2 separate regions of the Bombyx mori genome follow, and region 2 is linked to region 1. Evidence: chromatin contacts called from public Hi-C data. All regions are on one chromosome and are shown on one strand. The core of a region is the stretch at or near the end of the contact, and the rest is flanking DNA. Distances in the headings are between cores, read along the strand shown. Region 1 holds the start of LOC101745127 (cleavage and polyadenylation specificity factor subunit 1). Region 2 overlaps LOC101745859.

Evidence for each region. Hi-C and Micro-C count contacts between places; a contact is called where the count stands out from the background.
Region 2: a contact with region 1 is called in a Hi-C map of whole pupa, with 2.3 times the contacts expected there. The contact joins the enhancer-like site here to the promoter of LOC101745127 in region 1. A contact is called at or near these places in 2 of 7 Hi-C or Micro-C datasets (middle silk gland and whole pupa).

The regions. Positions count from the first base shown.
Region 1 is chr28:8,472,150-8,479,805 of ASM3026992v2, reverse strand. It overlaps LOC101745127 (cleavage and polyadenylation specificity factor subunit 1), which reads left to right and starts at 5,613. Exons shown (of 29, transcript XM_038021176.2): 1 at 5,613-6,184; 2 at 6,489-6,709; 3 at 7,297-7,470. The coding sequence starts at 6,022. It overlaps LOC101740494 (MIP18 family protein galla-1), which reads left to right. Exons shown (of 3, transcript XM_004924282.5): 3 at 1,154-3,394. The coding sequence ends at 1,251. LOC134198646 (autophagy-related protein 13 homolog) reads left to right here and starts at 1,277. Exons shown (of 1, transcript XM_062676832.1): 1 at 1,277-3,394. The coding sequence starts at 1,277. The coding sequence ends at 2,539.
Region 2 is chr28:8,604,218-8,611,478 of ASM3026992v2, reverse strand. It overlaps LOC101745859, which reads left to right. Exons shown (of 10, transcript XM_004924320.5): 2 at 1,981-2,066; 3 at 2,664-3,724; 4 at 4,341-4,449; 5 at 5,762-5,984; 6 at 6,237-6,448. Among protein-coding and RNA genes, the nearest start is that of LOC101745859, 5.3 kb to the left of the region's middle. Within about 2 kb of position 5,873, at least 4 of the 8 cell types and tissues checked have open chromatin away from gene starts, as enhancers often do.

The DNA of each region.
Region 1 (7,656 bases), core at 4,364-6,863:
ACTAAGAGAGTTAAATGTTTATTTGCAGTAGTAGTTGCATTAGTAAAATATTGGGGCTTAATGGTGGTAAACTAGTAAAAAGTTATTAAAATTAATTTGAAAAACATCAGACAAATGAACTGACTGATATAGCTTAATAAAGTCTAGAAACAGCAATCATATTTGTTCTGTTGTAATTTCATTCCGATTAGTAGTGTTCGGTTATAATAATACAATATAATAATGTTCTAGTAATCATAATGTTCGGCTTAATAGTCAGAGGGATGACTAGTACACTGTCAGGTCAGTCATGAAGGTGTTGTTTATGAGTTTTCCACTTTTAATTAGAATTTTTGGAGTCTTTCAGCAACAGCTAGAAAACTGACCCTGCATGGTTAAATACCACCATATAGGGTAAACAAAATGTTCATACTTACTGGTACTACACACATACTGAAATTGTGTACTTCATACATACTGAAAAATGTGACAGCTGTAATAATACAAAATTCTGACTTCTACTTTATGCAAATTAAGCACATTATGTGATTAAATAAAATGACGATCAATATATATAGGTACATTTAGTCTACCGTATAATATATATAGACTTCATTGAAACACATTGTTTGCCATCTTATTAATCACAGCATAGTTCAAGAAAATTTAAGAAAAAATTAAATTACTTTTTTGGTTCAAAGACCATGACACAGTTTGTGAAGGTCATATTTGAAACAACATTGTGATAATAGTTTGTAAACATACAACATGTTTATTAACTTTTGTGCCAAAACATTATTGATTAGGGTTAGCAGACTCATAAATATTTCCAAATAGTGTGATACAAGTAGGTGTTTTAAAGCAGAGATGTGGACACAGCCCTATGACTATCGTTTCCACTTAAATTCAGGTAGACCAGAACTTCTCTGCTGATCCGATGTTAAAAAAAACTATCTATGCCAATATTAATTATTATTCTTTTATTTCCGCATTGGTTGCCATACTTGAAAAAGAAAATATGACTTTACAAATTTAATGTAGAGGTAGAGATAGTAAAAAAGTTGTAGAGAATCTTGGAATATAAGAATTGTAAATATGGTGCTCACCTTATTCATTAAACCATAATAGTAATTACATTTATTTTGTTTTTAATAGATTATTTGTTTTTTTATAGTCAATAAGCAGATCAACGACAAGGAGAGGATTGCAGCTGCAATGGAGAATCCCAATCTAAGAAACCTGGTGGAAAACTGCATAGCCGAAGAGGAGTAAATCAACCCAACAACAATTCTCTAAAATGGCACCTGAAGTCGCATTTTCGAATATAACTGACAAAAATGAATTCACGAAATTCACAAAGTTTTTAGCGTACAAAGGAGTACAAGTTATAGTTGAGTCTAGAAAAGGAGTTAAAATAGAACCTAACAGTAAACCAAAGACGTCAGACACTGATTGGTTTAATTTACAGATACCAGATTCCTCTGAAGTAAATCAGGCAACTAAGAATGCTTTACCTTCGGATCGTGTACTGGAGACGATAAAATCACAATTACATGTAGAAATATCTGTTCAAACAGAAGATGGAGATGAAATGGTACTAGAACTCTGGACTCTTCAGCTAGACGAAACCCAATTCGATACATCATTGAAGGCAATGAACACAGTGTATTTTAGAATGGGCATATTGTTAAAATCTCTTATAACTATAACAAGGATCACACCGGCATATCATTTGTCAAGGAAACAGAGACTGGAATCATTCACTATATTCTACAGAGTTTACAGTGGCGAGGCAAAATTGAAAGCTCTTGGTGATTCAGTGAAAACTATTCAAGCCGGCCTCTTAAAAACACCATTAGGTGCTTTAGTCTTCTCGGTAACGTACCGTACAAATTTTTCAATAACTCCTAACCGTTCAGACAATAACAAAGCATTGTTATTAAAGAGTGATCACTTTGAATTGAGTCCGAAACATGTCATATTTGAATCAAAAAAGAAGAAAGAAGAAAAAAGAGAGTCGAAACCTTCAGGACCCATCGATTTGGACAAGCCCTTACGCTTAGCTGCTTTTGTAGATGAAACCTTAGTTAAGAGGACATTTGAAGAATTCTACACGAAAATTCCTATTCCTGATCACTACAGACCTGAAAAATTGCCTGTATCTCCTGTTAAAGAAAAGGAAATCATGTCTAAGAGCACACAAGAATTAGATGACAGTGCAGCATCAAAGAGTCCGAATTCTTTAGAGATGCCACCAAAGAAATTCTCTGGATTCCGTCACGAAAACGAACCACCAATAAAACTGTTATTGTTCCCTTTTGCTGACACACATCCTATACGAGAACTAGCCGAGTTTTACAAAGATTTCTTTAATGCGCCACACTTGAAGTTGACAGATGAGCTAACACAATCGAACAAAAGCTTAGAGCCTGTTTTAGAAGACGTAGAACTAACCAACGAAGATTTGTCTAAAGATTTGGAGCTGTATGAGAATTCAGTTGTTGAGTTTGATGAATTGTTGGCCGACATGTGTAGATCGGCTGAGTGGAGTGGGAATTAAATATAGGTTATGGGTCTTAAATATAAATTAAGACATTTCATGTCCCAGGATGCTAAATTAAAAAAAAAAACCTTAAATTGCAGATTGATTTGAGTGGGAGCGTTTAATCTGTAACTCTTAATTACCAAAATAGTACAGTGTGATTATAAAAATTGGCGTGATTCGTACTACGCTAACAAGAAACTCGCCATTGCTGACGGTCTTAATGTTATCTTTTCATTCTACTGGGAATTGAGGATTTCTTTATGTTATTGATATACAGATCAATCTTATTCAAAAGCAACATGGCTATAGTTGATGTACCATGGTATAAGAAAGCTTGGTATTTAGCAAGTAAATAGCATTAGATTTGCCAAATTTGATATATGTTTATGAGGGTCTACAATGACTAATGATGTGGTGTTTATATCATCATCCAAGTACTTAGTCAAAACCATATCCAAAGGTCTTTTCAAACAAAGGTCTATATACAAAGAATATTGTGCAATATGTCAATGGATAGAACACAAAACGTATACAAATAAAAATAGGATTATACGTCAAATATTTACTTTAATTACTCCAGCATTATTTTTAATTATTAAGAAACGAATTTTATTTGTAAAAGAGATAAACTTACAAATAAAATTCTCAATTATGTAAATTCTCAATTTGGTATTTTTTTTTTAAATGGCAATTCTTCTTGGACGTGAAAATGTGAAAATGGAAAGGCGATGGGATTTAGATGTTTTGGGCAAAGACTGATGAGATGTAAATGAATGATATAAACAATATTCCTATGATTATTAGAATAGAAACAAAATGGATTTGTATGTTAAAATGTTAGTTCTTAATAAACTACCTATTTAAAGAAAACGTTGTTTTTGAAATATGTACCTGTTAAAAAAAATGCTTAGATGGGTGGACGAGCTCACGGCCCAACTGGTGTTAAGGGGTTATCGGATCCATAGACATCTACAATGTAAATGCCATCCAGCTTGAGACAAGAATTCTAAGGTATCAGTTTGTACAGTACAACGCCTGCCCCACACTTCAAACCGAAACGCATCATTGGACTAATAGGTAGGGCATTGGTTACCTATCCGTGCGGACTCACAAGACGTCCCACCACCAGTAATTACGGAAATTACAAATTTACTGGTTTGATTTTTATTACACGATTTTATTCCTTCACCGTGGAAGTCAACCGTGAACATTTCTTAAGTACGTATTTCATTGGAAGATTTGGTACCTGCTGGCGAGATTCGAACACCGGTGCATTGCTACATACGAATGCACCGGACGTCTTATCCTTTAGACCAGAGTTCCCCAAACTTTTTTGTGTCGTAGTCCCCTTGCCATGTTTTTCCGTGTTGGGTAGACCTTATTAATTGAATTAAAATTAAAACTACTCAAAATAAAATTTTGTATCTGTTATGTAAAATATACGTAACATAAAATAAACTATAAATAAAATAACATAAGCAATAAGTCAATATTTTTAGTGAGAAGGATGAACCTGATGCTTTAATAATAAATTATCAACATTTGGCGTCAATGTTGTAAGGGTTAATCTTAAATCTCCTCGGCTAATGATGTCTTGATATTATAAGATAGTATGATGTACGTAAATAGCTACTATCAGTGCTTGTTCGAGCTATGTACGGTAGAGCTAGTACGTACGTACGCTCCGCAGCTGGCGATAGCGACGAGTTCAGTGTGGCGGTAGGCTTACACCAGGGATCAGCTTTAAGCACTTACCTGTTCATCCTAATAATGGATGCCCTAACATCGGACATACAGGAAGAGGCGCCTTAGTGTATGCTGTTCGCCGACGACATTGTTCTCGTTGGAGAGGAAGGGCCTGAGATACAGAGGAGATTGGCAAAATGGAAAGAAAGGTTGAAGATCAGTCGAACAAAAACCAAGCACATGTTTTGTGATTTTGGTGGTTCTTCAGACTTCACGCCAATCGCCTTAGATGGTGTATCCCTGCCAGTCTGCTCTGACTTCAAGTACCTCGGCTCTATACTCCAGAACGACGGCAACATAGACCGGGACGTCACAAATAGAATAAACGCTGGTTGGATGAAATGGCGACAGGTCTCTGCAACAGCATGCGATCGTAGAATGCCCCTTCAGCTCAAGGGCAAAATTTACAAAACGATCATTAGACCTGTCGTGCTGTATGGATCTGAGTGTTGGGCGACGAAAGTTAAGCATGAAAGAGGAGTGCATGCGGCAGAGATGCGAATGTTGAGATGGATGTGTGGAGTAACAAGAATGGATAAGATAAAGAATGAGTATATCAGAGGAAGTGTGAAAGTGGCCCCGGTAAACAACAAATTAAGGAGCGGACGGTTAGCGTGGTATGGACATGTGATGCGTAGAGAGAAGATGCATGTGACTAGGAGATGTATGGAAATGGTAGTGAAAGGTAGAGGGGGAAGAGGTCGACCGAAGAAGACATGGATGGAGTGTGTGAATGACGATATGAGAGAGAGAGGAGTGAGTGTTGAGATGACGGCTGATAGAAGAGAATGGAAGAGAAAAATTAGCTGTGCCGACCCCACATAGTGGGATAAGGTGGAGAAAAAGAAGAAGTAGACCTCTTGCACGTTGTCATAGACCCCTAGGGGTCGATATAGACCACTTTGGGAATCACTGCTTTAGACCATGAAACGTGGCAAAAATTTTGCCACTGAGCTCGGTATCCGGCTCTATTGTATGGTTTCCTTTACAGTAGCTTAGCTGGGGACCTTTTATATCTTACCCACAGGTGGGCTGAAGCTTTGGAGAGCCAAGGTCCTAGAGCTTCTCGCTGTGAGCCTTGATATCGCGAAGGTCTTTGTCGGAATAGACGGTAGCTACAAATTCATACAACTTAGATCCTTACGTTTACATCAAAAAGACCTTCTTACCGTAGATAATTCACATACACTCTTATAATTCTTTGGTAATTAGAATTATCTATGGCCGATATTTTAGAAATTATATAGAACAGACAAGGCTGGATGCGCTTAGATCCCCTTGCCTTTCTTAATAAGGAAATTTTTTACCAAAAAAAAATATCTATGGCCGATTGCAATTTTGGAACGTTCGGAAACAACTGGTAACTGGAACAAGTTAAATTTTTAAACCACACAAATAACTTCTTTTGTTTTATAAAAACGATATTGAACAATTCAAATGTTCATCGTGGATCTATACCACGAAACACTATTGTGTTAAAATTAAACGTATTCTTTTAATTTAAAATATACAAAACAAGTTCAAATAGTAAGAAAGAAATCAAGTTTCAGAACTGACATCAACAAAGCGACGATGTTTGATACAATGTTTTTCTCAGATTAAATTAGAGTTACTGAACAGCATTTTGTTAAATCAGGACCATATTTGATTGTTGTTATCTGTTTGTAAATTAATGATTCAAGCAAACATATCAGATTTTAGTGTTGAAAGTGTTTTAGTTCATAACCTCAAAATCGAACGTTTAACGAATAATGTTTTCGATTTGTCGAACGACTCATCCAGCGACTGGTATAGAGCACGCGGTTAGCTGTTATTTCTTTAACAATGACGAGGTTTGTCTGGTCACCGCCGGTGCCAATATCATCAAGGTCTTCAGGCTGCTGCCCGAAGGCCACACAAAAGAGATTAATGCAGGTTTGTTTTTTTAACTGCTTTCTGTTAAAAACTAGAATAGATAATATCCCTGCAAATATACTGTATGTTCAGTATGCGGTTCTAATTATTGTTGAAATGATAGAATCTTGGTTTACTAATTTCGAGCTGTGTTACTATAGCAGTGTCCGAATTCCTGGCTTAAAATTTTCCAATACAATACCTAATTAACATCTGGTCACAAATTACTGTCGCCATGAATGAATAACACCGTGTAATCGTCAGCTTCTACGTCTGACTAAAATAAAAATAAAACATTTTCTCATGTCATTATATACTTTTTCAGCCGGTCAGCCGATTCCCCCGAAGATGAAGTTGGAATGCTTAGCGACATATACATTATGGGGTAATGTGATGTCTTTAGCTTCTGTACGCTGTCAAAGTTCTGGTCGAGATATCCTGTTGGTTTCATTCAAAGAAGCTAAACTATCTGTGCTCCAATATGATCCACAGACCAATAACTTGGTGACATTGAGTATGCATTATTTTGAAGAGGATGATATGAAGGTATGTATACTGAGATTTGAACTGATTTTTGTATAATTATTTCCTAACGAAAATTAACTTTAAAGAAGCTGTCTGAGCTGGCATTATGATGCTTAGCTTGGTTGTGGCCTGAGCTGAGCTAGTAATAGTATTCAGAAGTGTATTATTATTATTACTCTTTTTTTTGCTTAGATGAGTGGACGAGCTCACAGCCCACCTGATTTTAAGTGGTTACTGAAGCACATAGACATCTACAACGTAAATGCGCCACCCACCTTGAGATATAAGTTCTAAGATCTCAGTATAGTCACAACGGCTGCCCCACCCTTCAAACCGAAACGCATTACTGCTTCACGACAGAAATGGGCAGGGTGGTGGTACCTACCCATGCGGACTCACAAGAGGTCCTACCACCAGTAATTACGTAAATTATAATTTTGCGGGTTTGATTTTTATTACACGATGTTATTCCTTCACCGTGGAAGTCAATCGTAAACATTTGTTGAATACGTATTAGAAAAATTGGTACCCGCCTTTTTTAGAGTACTTTAGACCATGACGACTTCAAAAATTATTTAAATTGCTACACTGAACTTTGAATTTTTTAGGGCGGTTGGACAACTCATCCTCATATACCATGGATCAGAGTAGATCCTGAGTTCCGATGTGCTGTGATGTTGTTGTATGGGAAGAAACTTGCAGTCCTTCCGTTTAGGAAGGACATTACCTCTGAAGAAGGGGATCCTCTTGAGGCCAAACCCCTCTCTGACACAAAGAAAAATGTACGTAAGAAACTGGTAATTGATGTAGAGATGATCCTAGCAGCTTAAATGACACATTTGTTTAATGCCATATATTAATAAGTACATACTCTTTATAGCTGCCTTGATTTTGCTTTAAGAAATTTCAAGAAATAGAACTGTAGTGTATTAGTGAGGGTACTTGTTCTCCTTTTAATAAAAGGATTG
Region 2 (7,261 bases), core at 4,624-7,123, 130 kb before region 1:
TGAAGTTTTAACTTTAAACTTATCAAATAAAGTAGTTTTTCTTCTATGAAACCTAGGTCCTTTGATGTTAATTTTAAATAATATTATAATATTTCTTAGTCAGTACTAAGTAAGTAAGTAAAAGTATTATTGCAAGCACAAACTGATTAAAGTTATACATACTCATTAAAATTATCATTAATCATTTAATATATTGTCGTTGTCAAATCAAAATATATGTGCACTTATTGACATTTTTAATTTTGACCTTTTCCTATAATTCACAGCTCTATGTACCGTATATAAAAATCTGTTATGTGTATTGTGTCTATAGCTTTCGTTTGATATAGTTCTTAAAAATTTACTTTCATATAAAATTTTGTATGACAATGTTTTTACTCGTTAATTGAAAATAGAGTTTTTGCACATAGCAGATTTTTGTTTGACAGTGACGATATTCAAAATAAATAAGTTCTATTAATTAAATAATATAATAAATACATTACAATCATAGATAAACTAGATACAGAATCCTAAATATCATTTTCACAACATGAAATCCTTAAATAAATTTAAGCTTCCACAACACTAAGAAGCTTTTACTAGCTATCTAAGTTAAGGAGTTATTCTTGGAATGTGCATATTGCGAGGAGGCTTAGAGTTCAAATCACTGGTAGCTTGAATCATCGATACTGCCACTACCAGAGAAATCTTACCATCAAATAATACATATGCACAACTGTCTACAAAGCAATTAAGAAAAATATAGCTGCATTTTTCTTAAGAACTATTTTACCATCTTTATTGAATTATAGTCTTCTTCCTCGCAACAAGAGTTTGCTGTGAATCATTGAACACCATTTGCATTACAGAAGAATACATAACATTGTATTACTAAGTCGACCACCACAAATAAGATTTTGACGAAATATCAAGCTTTTACCTATAAGCTTAAGTAACCACTTAATTCCAGATAGGACATGCTTAGCTTTTTGTTGACAAAGTATTAATAATGCCTATTATTAACCTTTTTTTTATTGCTTAGTTACTGGAACCCATAGACATCTACAACGTAAATGCGCCACCCACCTTGAGATATAAGTTCTAAGGTCTCGAGTATAGTTACAACGGCTGCCCTGCCATTCAAACTGAAACGCATTACTGCATCACGGCAGAAATAGGCAGGGTGGTGGTACCTACACGCGCGGACTCACAAGAGGTCGTTTTTAGACAAATTTAATTTGATCAAAATCAAGAGAGATAAAATGGTACATATAAGATATTAAGATACCTAGCTAATTGAATGACAATATGATAATCATGAGATATTACATTTTATTCAATAAATATTTATTTATTTATGCACCAACAAAGTGATCATCAATACAAAAAATAGACAAATTGACAATAAGTACATGACAGATATGTATCACCTCAATTATAAATTATTATTATTTATTTATATTTATTAAAATCTTATTAGTTACATAATATTTTTTAAAAAAGATATTAAAAACAGAATTTTTAAAAAACACTGTAAAAATAGATTGCCGCTGATGGCGGTGTCTACGACACAAGCCACCAGTGGTTAGGACTCCAGAGTGAGAAACCTCACAATGCGTGCAGTATCGAGGATAACTGCTTTCTGTATTAGGCCCTTAACCCAGCTGGATAACGAAAGTTTCTTAAGATGTTGATCGAAACTTTTCGCTATCAAGCCGTGTACCGATACAACTATTGGAACAATGATGGTTGAATCAACATGCCACATGGCGGTAGTCTCGTGGGCCAGGTCTAAATATTTTATTAATTTGTCCTTTTCTGCCTTATTATTATTATTATTAACTACATAACATTACATAATCATTACATATGTATACACTTCACATAATCAGATCCATGTACATACTATTAAAATATTTAATTCCAACCATTTGCATGTCCCAATTAGTGAAAAAGCAATATCTCAATTTTAATTGTAAATTTGACATAAACTTTCAGTCAGAACGCATTATGGAGGAGAACTCGATTGTACGAGACCTCATCACAAAGATCCTTGATGAATCTGTACCCACAGAAGGCGGCAGGTAAATAGTTTTATTTTAAATGAGTAGGATACACCAAAATTGTTCTTTGACTATTAATATTGATATGCAAATAAGAACACAGGCAGCACTTAGTCTAGTGATTAGCGGTTAATACATAATATTATCATGAATACTATATGAATGAAGTTTGTCAGTAATCTGCAATGGTTAACTTTTTACTTGACTTGTATTTGTTTCCGGTGCCCATAACAGAGGAGAAAATAGTAGGGTCCAATAATGTCGAATATGAGTGCTAAAAACTATTTTTATAGGTCAGTTTAGTTCGGTCAAGTAGTAGTATTTTAAATGGAAAATCAAATTGGTTTGTTTATATTTTAATGTCTTTTAAATTATTCAACTTTGGTTTTAGTATACTAATATATACTGGGCTACTCTCGAGAATGTGACGTAAGGAACCTTCTATTTATACTTCGAAACTCAGCGATAATAAATAATTCATAAACTAAAATAATGCGAGTTTTGCTCCAGAAAATCTTGAATAACAAACGAGTCATAATGTAGCGTTATTAATTTTAAACTTTCGTGCCCTTTTCGCCTCGCAAAGTTTCATAAGATGTTACCACAATAATTTTCCAGCACTGCACAATCATCGGAAAAAAGTTTAAATAGCTTACAACAGAATTATCAGAAGAACGAAACGGGGAGCCCGTCGTACGCATCGCCTTCGTATTACCAGAACAATTTGTATTTCAATCAGAACGAACAAAACGGCTTCAACAATTTCAATATTCAGAACGGTTTCGGTGGTAACAATGGTTTCGTCAATTACGCGGACAACGACGTTAATCTACTCGGTCTGGAGCCGGTCCCTGACGCAGGCCCAGATGCGGTCACCCCTGAGCAGCTGAACCTTCTGAGGCTGGCCGCACAGGAAATCGGAGGAGCACAGTTCACAAGCCCTAACGCTTTCGATGACAAATTCTATAACTTCTTCGAGCCCAGCCAAAGAAACTCCCTGCCCGATACCAATATGTTTCAAGTCAACGATTACAGTCGACCGAACAGTTTGAACTTGGACATGAGCCTGAACGCAAATTACGATTATAACAATCAGAGATACCCGAACTATAAAGACCAGAGTCAAGATCCGACGCAAATATTGCAGTATCTGAACCAATTGAACATATCCTTGGACCGAAATAGAGAAGAAAGCGCAGTTAATAACATGGATTTCAAGATGCCAATGGATTTAAACGGTCCATATCAGCATGAGCAGTTCAATAAGCCGGCGGACGATAAAATGTTCTATAGGGGCTACCAACAGCCGCCGCCGAATAAGAGTTTTGGCGACAATTTCTATGACGTAATGCCGATGAGTGACCGAAGCCCACTGACCCAGGGCTTCGACTACACGAACCAGACGCCAACCGGTGTCAACTACAACACTAACGTCTTCAACCAGAATGACTTCATGCAGAGGCGCGACATGAACGCATTCCCGAGTAATGGCGTAATAAACGAACAGAGAAACAGTTTTGAGAATATAGGGAGGGAGAATAACATGCAGCAAGCGTCGGTCGTGCGGCAGAACCAGGAGCTAGCGCGGCAGATGAGCCTCCTGATGCGGACCCGGCCTCCGCCCAACCAGCTCAATGTGGACGTCTCGTTTCTGCACGACAACGCACCTTACAATATCGGTAAGTAATCCGGTTTACAAGTCAATTCGTGGCAAGTTCAGACAATAGCAATCCTTTTTACCCTCAGTTTTTCAGTATTGAAAAATCTATTCGCCTCTATTTTCAACAGTTCTATCTTGTTATAAATATTGAAAGATTTTTTACTTAAATATATTATATAATTTTGACTTGTTACTCTGAGGTAAGGCAGACAAGATAATGCTCTTTCACAAAGAGGGTGTGAGTGAGTCTATAGACAAAGTTACCAAAGTCCATAGACATGGCAAACTCAATGTATCCAAGAATTCTCACTCTTCAAATTGGAACGCGTTATTTCTTTGCGGCAGAAATAGGCAGGTAGTGACTTACCTGTTCCAACTCACAATACTTTTACCATTCAGGAATGGAGCCGTTTTATAGCTTAATTTGTTTTACGGATTTCTAACCGGAATCATGGTCCTTAAACTTGAGCGAGTGGGAATTAGTCGGCGGTCCCAATGGAAAATAAATAGAAGAAATAAGACTAACTTCTGGAGGCTGTGAAGTCTTACATATTATGTGTTACGCGATCCCTAGTCACATTTTTTTTTTTGTTAAAGATTATTATAATTTAAATAAAATGTTAATTAAATTCCAGGTCTCGGAGCCCTGTTAGGCGCGAGTCCATCCGTCCCGCCTCCAGTGTTGCCATCACCAATGTTGGATTTACCGCTTTTGGCACCGTTCTACGCAATGAGAAATATGAGGTAATTTGCCCACTGTATTTTAAGTTATTTTAAAATGTGTCATAACTTTTTATCGCTTAAATGAGTGGATAAGCTCACATACTATTTGGTTTAGTAGTTACTGAATCCCATAGACATCTACAATGTAAATGCTGCCACTCACCTTGAGATATAAGTTAAGTTAAGAAGATCTCAAGTATAGTTACAACGTCTGCCCCGCCCTTCAAAATGATACTCATTACTGCCTCACGGTAGAAAAAGACAGGGTGGTGCGACCTACCCGTGCGGACTCACAAGAGGTCCTACCACCAGTAATTACGCAAATTATAATTTTGCGGGTTTGATTTTTGAAGTTATACTTCTTTAGGCACGTTATGAAAAATTGATGAGAGTGAAATTTTACGATGCGCGCGCACCGTGACACAAAATTAACAGAATGAAGTTGCCCACTAAATCGCTCATTACAATACGACCGACGTAACTTGGCGAGTCTGAATATAGCCCCAGGTGAACTTTCGCGCATGTACACTCGTAAAAATAAAGTGTTATTAGCATTAATTTTTTAGTAATATAAATGACAAAATTATTATTTAATATAATTCATACTAAATATTATTAAATTATTAACGTTCAATATTTATTATTAATTATTTAATATTTAAAAAAAAAGAAATAAATTTAATAAAAATAAAGTATTTTTAAATTTAATAAAAATAACTTCTTACACGCGTACATAAGTACACGCACCATTTGTTTGTTACACGACTTCCTTCACCGTGGAAGTCAATCGCGAACAGTTGCTAAGTACGTATTTCATCAGAAAAATTGGTACCCGCCTGCGGGATTCGAATCCCGTTGCATCGCTACACACGAATGCACCGGACGTCTTATCCTTTAGGCCACGACGACTTTAACCTATAAGTAACGGCGTGGACACATGTCTAAAGTGCGGCGCCTGCTACCGTGTTACGGAGCGGCGCCGTGTACTGTGCACCGCACCGGCACATGGCAGTAACCACCGTTTCCAATACAGTTTCTGTCTTAACATGCATCGCGCTTCATATTTCCTCTTAAAATGACCTCAGTCATGGTTCATTATAGAAAGGTATGGATTCACCCAATATTTTCTTTGATTCTGTTTTTTTTCATTCGTCTTATTAGCAACAAGAGCAGAGTAATACGTCTCGCGATCCATGTTAAGACAGAAACTGTATTGGAAACGGTGGTTACTGCCATGTGCCGGTGCGGTGCACAGTACACGGCGCCGCGCCGTAGACATGTGTCCACGCCCTAATAAATGTGAATCTGAGTTGGCTGAGTGTTGTGGTTGCAGGGGCGGCGCGTCGTCGTCGTCGCTGCTGCACGCGCGGCTGGAGGCGTGCTACGAGCAGTGGCGCCAGCTGGAGCGCGAGCGGAAGCGCACGGAGGCCCGCCTGGCGCTCGCCTACCCCGGCCGCGCCGTCTCCTCCTCCAACTCCATCCCCGTGCCGCGCCTGCCGCCCTGCCCCACCAGGGTCGACAGGCTCACCGTCGACATGCTCCGGGAGCACACCAAGGTACGCGACTTCATGTGTCGACCCTTGAAACGATCGATGAAACGAAAAAATAAGTCCATAGAGACACAAACACATAAATGTATGGGACTCAGCCGGCGAGAGAATGAGATAGAACACATTAGACGTTCTCGGTCGACGAGCCCTTCGTCCCAAGCGACGGGTTCGACGAGGACGATGACCGGAGACCCTTGTGCTCACGTAATGTATACTTCATAACAACGCTGATCAGTTAAGTCGAATGGCGAATTACAGGTGCTGACGCTTATGGGCAAGATGGAAACGTTAAGAGCGAGCGTTTGTGCGAATCACAAGAAGAACAAACCGGACGACACAAAGATAACGGTGTTGAAGAGGGGACAAGAGAACGTGGTCAGTGAGAAGCAGAAGGAGAAGGAGACCGGCTGCGACCCGGCCACCTTCGATCCCTCCACTTGGAGAGACGATATCAAGAATTTAGCTGAGATGTAGGTTTCGAGAGCTATTTAGGAAAACTTAAAACAAAGCTTACTTTGGAAGTAAATTTTAAGTGATGGATTTTTATAGATTTATTTTTGTGATCTTTTTTTTTTATTACCCTTGTAGGCAAACGAGCATACAGCCACCTGATGGTAAGTGGTTAACGTCGCCCATGGACTTCAGCAATGCCAGGAGCAGAGCCAAGCCGCTGCCTAGCGTTAAAATTATTTAAATTATTTAAAATAAATTACTAATCAGTGCGGGGCACACAGTACGCCCTGTCTCTAGTCATCCCGCAAATACAACAGCATAGACTGACATCCAGCATCTCCTTAGGTTGACAAATGTAAGTTCTGTATGCTTAGTTCGAGTTTCTTAACGTTTTCGATATCGTAAAAGTTAAGCCAATTTTGTATGCAGTTGGAACAGCGCCCCTAGCGGCAAACGTACGCAAACAATTCCATTCCATACAAATATGAGCTGACTTTAACGCTATCGAGAACGTTAAAAACGCGCACTAAGCATACTGATCTGGCCAATTTTTATCCTCACAGTATCAGTTGTATCGTATATTCCATGGGGAGTGCTCTGAAGAATTGTTCGAGATGATACTTTCATCTCGTTTTTACCATCGCACCGCCCGCCACCGGAGTAAAGTTCATCCATACTACCTGGAGCCACTGCGGTCATCCACAGTGCGTTTCCAGAGGTCTTTCTTGCCACGTACCATCCGGCTATGGAATGAGCTCCCCTCCACGGTGCTTCCCGAGCGCTATGACATGTCCTTCTTCAAACGAGGCTTGTGGAGAGTACAAAGCGGT